Linked DNA regions of Hordeum vulgare: region 2 is linked to region 1. Evidence: chromatin contacts called from public Hi-C data. All regions are on one chromosome and are shown on one strand. Each heading gives the region's core, a stretch centred on a gene start, on an enhancer-like site or on the middle of the called end of the contact. The rest is flanking DNA. Distances are from core to core; before and after follow the strand shown.

Region 1 (5,023 bases), core at 959-3,458:
CTTATATAAAGTATATGCCATCGATCAAATTGGAACTCTGCTATGTGTTCTTTTTACCAAAAGTATATGAAGTTAGCACAATTTTCATGACCTCAAAGCAAAAATGCTACAACCACAATATCTTATAAGCAAATATCGTCTGAAGAGTTTCCCCTATAGTTTAATACTCTTAGAAGAAAAATGCCCATACTTTTCTTTGAAAAATCATGGAGTATGGTGATTTTAAACGTTAAATCTTCAATCAAGGCATAATTTCCAGCCACTGGACTTAATTTTGAAACGTTAGAATAGATTGGATTATTTTGCGTCAAATCCGCTATGTACTTTTTCTATTTGTATAACTGGTGCATTCCGAAGGTGATGTTTTGGCTCACAAGTGTACACAATTATGAAATATATATAAAAAACACATTTCAAAATGTTAAAAATTTACAAACAATAATTTTGTGTGTACATCCAGGCATTACATGTTCGCACAAAAATAAATGACAAAGAAAGAATTTTTTTATGGCATGTATAAAAGATTAAAAAAATGTCTCATGAATAATGGTAAAAAAACGTTACATGCATCGAAAATTGTCTTTTTCACACAACCCATAGAATTCGGACATTTAATGTCCTGATGTACACGTTGGATTTTTTCTCATTTCTTTAACAAATTAAAATGTGTATTTAGAAAATGGGTGTATCTACACCTCTAAGCAAGCCAAAGTGAATTTCTCGTGCATTCCTGATCTCAGCAAATTATTCCGCCTAGACTTTACTAGAGAGGTGGCTATGCGGGTTGTGAGGGAATATTATTACAATACTACTTTGAACCGTTGCTGGTTGGGTGATGCGTTTGGGTTTGTGGACTGAACGCTGAATGGTACGTCGTCACGGAGTCTACAAGCATGTCTCTCGACCAGGGGCCGTGGCCTGTAGGGCGGGCACCGCCGAGCCAGGCCAAAAATTCGTGCGGCTGACCTGCGTACGCATGATGCGTATTTCCCACCTTTTTTCTCCACTGGTCATCAGTGCTTAAGCTCACTATTTTCGCGCCATCTCCACTGAATTTCTAAACAAAACGACGTGCAGGGCTCTAAGAAGAAAAGATTCCTAAAAGCATGTTCACGAGTCATGACTTCGTAGAGCCAGACACGAACTTTTGTAGCGTTGCGGTACACCAACAGAAGAGTAAAAGAAAGCCTAGCAGGGCCAACAGAAGAGTAAAAAAAAAAAAAACAAGACGTTTGCAGAGAGACGAGGCCGAATATGGGCGTGGCAATGTGTGCACGTGCATGTACCTTGCGGGGGAGCGAGACGTCCGGCGAGGGGATCTCCACGACGCAGGCGTTGGGCGACATCCACGCCTCCACCGGCAGGCACCTGCACCGCGGCATCGACTTGCGCTCGTACGACAGCGAGTCCACCCGCGGCCCCGCGAACAGCGGCGCCGGCGTCCCCGGCGTCGCCGGCGCCGACGGGTTCGGCGTCTCCGCCCCAGCCCCAGCACCAGCCGCCGCCTCCATCACACCACTCTGGACTCTGCTAAACCACCAACCCTTCTTCTCCCACTCTTTTTTTGGAGACGATCGAATGCGGCGGTGGAACGGAAATAGGAGGCTCACGAACTACATGATTTGACGGTTTTTGCTGGCATGATGATGCTACGGCGACGGGCGGATTATCTCCAGCAGGATCACAGGACCGCGACTGATGGCTACGACTAGCGATGCATGATTGGAGCTTCTGTCAACTTTCTTTTTTGTTGGTTTTTTTGGCTGGGTGGCAAGCGGGCAGATTTACATGATCCGGAGGCTTTTCTAGATTTTCCGCTAAGGACTCGGTGCGGGTGAGTCCAGCCTACTAGATATGCAGCCCTGCAGCCTTTTGAAACTAACTGGCTAGGAGGGAAGTGACTGATTTTTTTTTTGTGGTTTTCTTTCTGGGTTGGATCTGGGCCGATGCTGGAGGTGGCGTGCTCTACATGATTCGTAGGTTTTTTCTCAGGGTTTGGCTAAGGAATCGGAAGCGGAATGGTGCCCAGCTCTATCTCAAGAACAGGATTGTTCACTCTGGGATTGGAGCTGAGGAAGAATTAGAGCGCATTCGGGTTGCAGGAACAAGAACGGGAAGTGGGAATGCAGGTGGTGTCAATGGCGGTCGAAGGCGAGGAGGAAGGAGCAGCGGGATGGGAGGGATGGAGTGGGTGTCGACGGAGCTGTCTATATAGCAAGCCCAGCTGGGGGAGCACATGAGGCCACGGATCGAGGTCAATGGCTTCCTCCACTTCTCGAGGCATCTTTCTCTCCCAACGCCAACTGCTCTTCAATAATGCACGCCGGCTAACCACAGGACATGGAGGGCATCGAGATCGCGTCATCAGGAAAACCCTGGATTAAACCAGTGATGATCGTAGCATTAGTTCAAGACAAGCAGAACAAATAGTGGAGTGGAGCGGGCGCTTCATCAGATAGTAACTTTAAGCGAGATAAATGCCAAACTAAAGAGAATATCTTAGCTAAGTTTCTGAAGCTGTCGTTCTTCATCGATCAAACAATGCGGCGTTAAGCCGACACGAAAAGAGTCGTTTCAATCAACGTACTGGCATTTTGCTCTGTTATTGTGCTGGCGCGACATTGATCATTGCTCATTGTTTAATCAGAACCCCGGTCAAATGGAGCTCTTGTTAAATTATTGCATGATATCACCCGGTGTTTGGAACCATGCGTGTGCAGTTTGATCGAGGAAAGAGTACAATATGATATCACTCGGTGTCGGCCATGTATGCACGGGGACGCGCGATCAGGTGATCTTTCACTCTTCTGATTTCTGAACCCGAAGATTCCTTCCTGATCATACTATACACTCGATGACTTAGAGAAACCCAAACGGGAGGACTCATTTCGTCCGTATAGGTCGATACAGATAACAGTGATGGCGCAACGTAAAGACTCATTTCCATTTTACGCTCGCTTTGTGTACACGCGGATTCATTTCTGACGTAAATTTGAGTTACATTTGGGTCGCTAACAAACACAAAGCGGACATTTTCTGTGCCTACGTTGTCCGTATGTATCCGGCCTGACCCACTTGTCACATAGTCAACCAGCCATCTTTGCTTATTTATTTTAATTTGGTGGCCCACCCTCACACATCTCTCTTCTATTATTTTACTGTCATAATGCTGCTGCTCACTTGCTTATCGTTGAATGCATGTGATGATTCATTTAAAAAAACGGACACGAACAAGCCGACGGATGATCCATTGTCCACTTGCCGTTGTCCGTTTGGATTTGAAGTTGCCCACTTGCCCTTAGCACATCGAGCCCATTGTCCTTGACTTTTAGATGCTTTGAGAGCTGATGCAGTTATTAGCACTTAAGTAGAGTAGAAGTCCATCGTCTCGGTCAGTGCCGTCATGTCCTGCACCTGCAGCACTGAGAATTAAGACCTCAATCATGTCATGTCCACAAGTTAAAATTAATCATGTCATGCGCTGTGTTGGTTTTGCAGCACGACTGTACACGTGTTCATGCTGGATTACTAGTAGCATATGTGGTTTTGGCAGAACCACGGATGTCACCTACCTCCACAATCTCCACTTGTTCAAGCAGGTGTTTGGTTACCTTGTTAATCATGCTCTGACTATAGAAGGGCCAGAAATAGCATTATGAAATGAATGGACAAATGGCCATGTACACATTAACTTCTTGACAGTGGCATCAACACTCCACATCCGTTCCATGTGGATAATGTGATTAACCCGTTGAGATCAACGAATCCAGTGATGGGAGCTTGAATCCGTTGCAATGAATGATGACTGACGAATACAGGGAGACCGATGAACGGCCGAAACAAACCTCCCCGGTTTGATATCTGAACAACAGAGAGTGTGCAGCAAACTGTACACCAACCGGTGTCCTTCTCGACCGGACAGCTTGCATGAGTGCTACCCCAAACATTAATTTCTGCGCGACGATATCACCAATCATTCTGTGGCTAATTAATCACAAATGCCTCTTCCTAAAATGCTCAGCGGGCCACGTCAAGCGATGCCCCGATTAGACAAAGCGGCTTTTCTCTGAAGAACATAACCTAGGTTAATTAGCTTAGCTGCTGACACCGCGATTAAAAGATTGTGCTTGCACCGTGGACCGACAATTGTCCGCGGAATAAAGTTTTATGCTGCAGATCTCACGATCCCGCCGGTGTATAGTTTCGCCCACTAACCCACGCGCGCTTTACGCTTCGGGAATAGTTCAGTGTGCAGAAGCATCTGAAGCAAAAAGCGCAGCGCCCTTGAAGGAAATCAGATGGGCCGCAGCTGCAGCGGTGATGGAGCATTACATTCTTGTGCACGCTCGGCTCAGTTTCCTGACGCAAATGGCCACGGTATGGTCGGCAGCACACGTTTCAGACGATGCCTTCCTTCACTAGCTACTGCTCACTCACACTCGACGCCCTAGGGCGGGACGGTACTGGCGGAATGCCGTGCGCCCGGCGCGGAATTACCCGGGCAGCGGATAAACAGACGGATTCGCATGTCATCTCACGGCGAGGGGCAAGCAAAACCTCTCGCACGCCGCTGCTTTTCCCGTCGTTTCGTGCTCTAGTCAAGGGGCTAGCTAGCGGGAGCTGAGAGGGCAAGTCGTAGCTTAGCTCCTAGTAGCGCCTTTGTGTGACCTGCACTACACGGATGGATGGATCAATCCATGGGCGTGATGACAGTGGACCAACTGTTCCTACAGTAAGCTATCTATATGGCTGCTTTTGCTCTGAACCATTGGTTGGTTCAGTCTGAATAAGCCCCTCGCTGAAACAGCACGACGAACCCGCCGCTGCTCTAGTCATTCATTCGACGCCTGATGGAGCACTGCTTCCGCGACGACATAGAATTCCCGACGGAGCATTGCAGACTAGACAGCAATCACTTGATATATTTTTTTAATTGCCAGTGTGGATTGACCAAGATACAGTCTCCAGACGTGATCATTCTTAGGGCGTGTTTGGCAGCCTTCTGGCTGCAGTGTATCGATCA
Region 2 (4,702 bases), core at 731-3,230, 290 kb before region 1:
ATTATGCACAATATGATCATTGAGAACGATCATGGACAACATTTATATTACAATTTCTATCACTTGATGGGCATTTCTGTTAACCCTATGCGAAAAACAGCGCATCAGACGTTTCATGAAGGTGTACAACGAAATTAGAGACTATGATGTGCATGATCAATTCAAGAAAGATTTGATGAAAGAGCATTGGAAATGGCAGGCCGAAAGAGCCGCATACATTCATTATTTGTTTGTGAAAAATTATGTTGTATTGTGCAAAAATATGTTGTATTTGTGTTGCATCTGTTCTCGTAAATTTGAAGAACTGTGTAGTAATTTGATATTGTGGACATGTATAATTTTTTTATGTTGTTTTTAGATTTTTTTTGTAATATGTGTGGTTGTACAGTGTCTGAACAACAACCGCGCGGCCACCAACTGGTTTTGCATCTACGTTCTGGACCATCTGTTGAAGTTTTTTTTTTTTTTTTTACATCTCTGTTTTAGACCATCCGTTGTAGTTAAACCTTGTCCAGAGATGTAAAAATTATTTTTTAATGCTCGAAATGTGGACCATCACCAATTTATAAAATATTAAAATATACATCATCTATTAAAGATGCTCTTAAGATGTTCTAGTTGATTACTGCGGTCACTCTAAACAAAGACGTCGTGAATTCTAGTCACGCCGAATGCACTCTCTTTTGAAGTTTAACAGAAATCGTCGTTTGCACTCTATTTTGAAGTTTAATAGAAAATCAAAGGCGTCATATAGTGCAAATCCTCTTTGGCGCGACACGCACCCGTTATAGTGCAATTTGGGCCGACAAATCTTGACTTTTTTTTCTGATATAAAGACACAAAAATGAGCAGCGGTGCGAGGTATCGAACTCTAGATCAAGTTAATAGGCAGTAACCACCGCGCTACCTCGCCTCACCTGATGAGTAACATTGGTTTGCATCTTTTATTATTTACTTTTTTCTTTTCTGTTTTTCATTTTTGTTTTTGCGTTTTTCATTTCTTTTTTAATTTTTCTTCTTCCAGTCACGATGATTGTCTTTTTTTATAATTTGTGAACTTTTTCTTCAAATTGATGAACGTTTTTCAAAGTAGTTGAATTTTTTTCATATTTAATTTATTTTTTGAAAAATTGATGAACTTTTTCCCCCAAATTAACTAATCTTTTTTTCAAATTGGATGAACTATTTTACAAACAGACGAACTTTTTTAAATGTGTTGTATTTTTTAAATTTATGATCTTTTTTCTAATTTCTATGACCTTTTTGCAAAATTGATGAGAGTTGTTTCAAATCTATGATTTTTTTTCAAATTTTATGAACAAAAATCATGAACCTTTTTCAGGTTTTTAAACTTTTCTCCAAAATGATGAACTTTTTTCAAAAATCCATAAACTTTTTTTAAGAACGAAGAAATTTTATTCAATATCGATGAACTTTAATTGATAATTGATGATTTTTTCCAAAATTGATGAACTTTTTTCAAAATTGATTTTTTTCAAAGAACGAAGAACTTTTATTCAAAATTGATGAACTTATTATTGAAAACAGATGTAGTATTTTTATAACTTATGAACCTTTTTATAAATTGAATGTATCTTTGCAAAACGATGAACTTTTTTCAAAATTGATGAACTTTTTCAACTTTGAACCTTTTTGAAATCGTTGAATTTTTTTAACTCATGAAAATTATTTGAATTATTGGTTTTTTGGGTTATGTAAACTTTCAAATTTTCTTCAATTTTTTTAAAATCACAATTTTCTACTTTATATATGCAATAAATTGTGTGGCTATACTTACTTCTTAAATAGTGTGCGCCCTAATGATTTACTAAAGGCTGTTTGGTCTAGTGGTTGGGCAACTCACGAGAGCCGATTTTTGCGTTATTAATGATTTTTCACGGTGCTGCGTTTAGTGGAATGGGCCAGCTTCAAAATTGGCCCAACAAAGTAACCGTGCAGGCGCCAAGTTGGATAAGGGTTCGCATCATATGGGCTTTGGGTCTTAACATGTCCGTGATCATAGAAATCAAAGGAAAAAACAGGCCCACACATGAACGAGGAATTAATTATAGACGGGTATAACAGTTTCTTTTTAGTCCTTACCTAATACTAAAGCGGCTACTCCTTCTGTCCGTTCACCGTCGTGGTAGTTTCGCAAAACATTCCCTATGTTTACGAGAAATCAACCAGCAGTCCCGTCATAAGTCAGCCCCGAACCGGTACACAGGAGAGAAAAAACATCGCCCAACACGACCATTCCTCCTCGATCCCATCTTGACCTCCATCCCGCCGCCACCTCGTGCCCCGTGTCGCCGGCCCCACACCGCGTCGACCGGGACCGCGTCCTTCCCCAAACGACGGCGATGATGGAGGACGTCGCCCAGGTCATCTCCACCTCCATCCCGCCACCACCTCCTCCCCCGTGCCGCCTGCCCCACACCGCATCGACCGGGACCACGTCTTTCCCCAAACGACGGCGATGATGGAGGGCGCTGCCCAGCTCCTGACCGACGGATTCACCGGTTCCATGCTCCTCGGGGACAACCCCTCCCCCGTGACGGGTCGCGCATCATCTTGGAAGCCCATTGGGGCTATCGCCGGTGCTAGAGTCCTGCGCGGCCTTGTGGGCGGGGGACAGAGCGGCGGGGTCCATGGTCCGATGTCGATGTGGTGCTACGCCGACCATCCTGGTGTGGCGTTGATGGATCTGGCGATGGGTGCGGCGTTTTGCTCGGTGGTGACGACATCCTCTTAATCTAGAGAAAGAGAGAGATACACGGTGTGAGGGGGATAGGAAAGATGCTGGAATTCTATCTACTTTTGGGCCATCCCAATATATCATTTCAGAAATTCCTAATAAATCCTAGAGGCCCACGCAACCCATTTGTGCAAGGCAAGAGGTGGAAAAGTTTAGTCCCACATTGCTAGTTTAGTGGATGTTGAACCTCCTTATAAGGGAGGATGTTTCCAAACATGTATGAGCATGAGAACAAGAGAGACATACACGCGCGCTCCTCCTCTTCCGCCACCCACCTCGCCTCGTCACGACGTGTCGCGGGTTGCGGGAATGAATTCCGAGCCGAACTAATTTTTTGCCACGCACGACTGGTATACGAAAGGTCACTCGAAAGTTGAACGTTTTTTTGCTGTAGTAGACATTGAACACAAACGCTGCACCCTTTGGCTGTTGTCTGTTCGTTTCATCTCCATCGTTCTCTCCAGCTCCCGTCACTGGCCTCTTGCCTCCTTCTCGTGCGCCTATAAGATAGAGGTCGCTCCTCTCTCGAGAGACGCATCAGAACTTCCTCTTGCCACCGGTTCCAAACTCTGTGCTGCTGCTACGTTCTTCCCTATCCCGGTTTGCAGCGTGCACTGTAGGTAAGGACAATAGATCTCCGAAACCCCGTCTCTTTGGATCCTGTACGGGAGAAGGGCGATAAGGTTTTTGGGGAGCTCTCAGCGCGACTACTGGCTTTCATCACGGACACAGACGATCACTTCCCGGACGACGACTTCTTCCCCGACGTGGACCACCTCTTCGGCATCATGGCCAACGACAACGCCAACACCAACTCCACTGTTGCTGCTACTGCAACTCAGTACGTGTTTGTGTTCCTTTTGTTTGAGTTCCTACCGCAACTTTTTGTTGTAGTCTCTTTTCTAGATATGTTCTGTTCCCGCTCATCTTGTCATATGCTTATTGCATACTCTCTCTATTATCACATGCTTTATCTTATAATTGCTATGGTAGTTGTGATTTATCTATTATTTCTGCTAGTAAAATCACTTGGTAAATCACTCATATTTCCAACAATCCAAAAACCTTATTATATGCAATTTACTCCGAGTGGTTTTGCTGCTTCCATGAGACCTCTTATATTTGAGGGTATCCACTATAAGAGGTGGCGAGTGAGAGTCGTTCTATGGTTTCAAACCATGAGCTGCTTTGATGCCACACTTGGCAAACCTGAAGGAGATTATGATACTCAACAGGAACAAGCTTTCCAGAAAATGGATACCTTGTTTAAGGCTGCTCTCTTGAGTGTTCTTGGTGAGAACATAGTTGATGCGTATGCGTCAATTGATAATGGAAAAGATATGTGGGATGCACTCGAGGCCAAGTTTGGGGTGTCGGATGCTGGCACTGAGCTGTACATCATGGACAAATTCTATAACTAGAGGATGACTGAAGAGCGCTCCATGGTTGAGCAAGCTCACGAGATACAGTCATTTGCTAGAGAACTTGAGCACTTCAATTGTATGCTACCAGACAAGTTTGTTGCCGGAGGCATCATCAATAAACTTCCTCCTTCGTGGAGGAACTTTGCTACCTTACTCAAGCATAAGAGGCAGGAGTTTTCCGTTCCGGATCTCATTGGTACTCTTGATGTGGAAGAAAAGGCGAGAACAAAAGACACACATGCTCGAGGTATTGAGGGAGGATCTAGTGCCAATCTGGTACACAAGAAACACTTCCAACCCCACAATTTCAAGAACAAAGGGCAAGTTTGATGGTTAAGCAAAGTTCGATGGGAAGAAGAAGGTTGTACATCACACCAACTTCAAGAAGAAGAATGACAAGAAGAAAGGTGTTGGTCATGTGTGTGGAGATCCTGATCATTGGCCACCTAACTGCCCTAACCATTATGACAAGCGTCAACATGGGAAAGGTGGCAAGACCTCTAATGTTGTCATTGGTGAC

The links. A called contact is a pair of places that touch in the nucleus more often than the background predicts.
Region 2: a Hi-C map of leaf shows a contact between it and region 1, with 5 times the contacts expected there. The contact joins the enhancer-like site here to the promoter of LOC123434168 in region 1. A contact is called at or near these places in 2 of 6 Hi-C or Micro-C datasets (leaf and seedling).

What each region holds. Positions count from the first base shown.
Region 1 is chr1H:329,637,291-329,642,313 of MorexV3_pseudomolecules_assembly, reverse strand. LOC123434168 (aquaporin NIP3-1) reads right to left here and starts at 2,208. Exons shown (of 4, transcript XM_045115496.1): 1 at 1,287-2,208. The coding sequence starts at 1,511.
Region 2 is chr1H:329,929,204-329,933,905 of MorexV3_pseudomolecules_assembly, reverse strand. No RefSeq gene overlaps it. Among protein-coding and RNA genes, the nearest start is that of LOC123398970, 67 kb to the right of the region's middle. Within about 2 kb of position 1,980, at least 1 of the 3 cell types and tissues checked has open chromatin away from gene starts, as enhancers often do. A contact at or near this core is called in leaf, where this site is marked.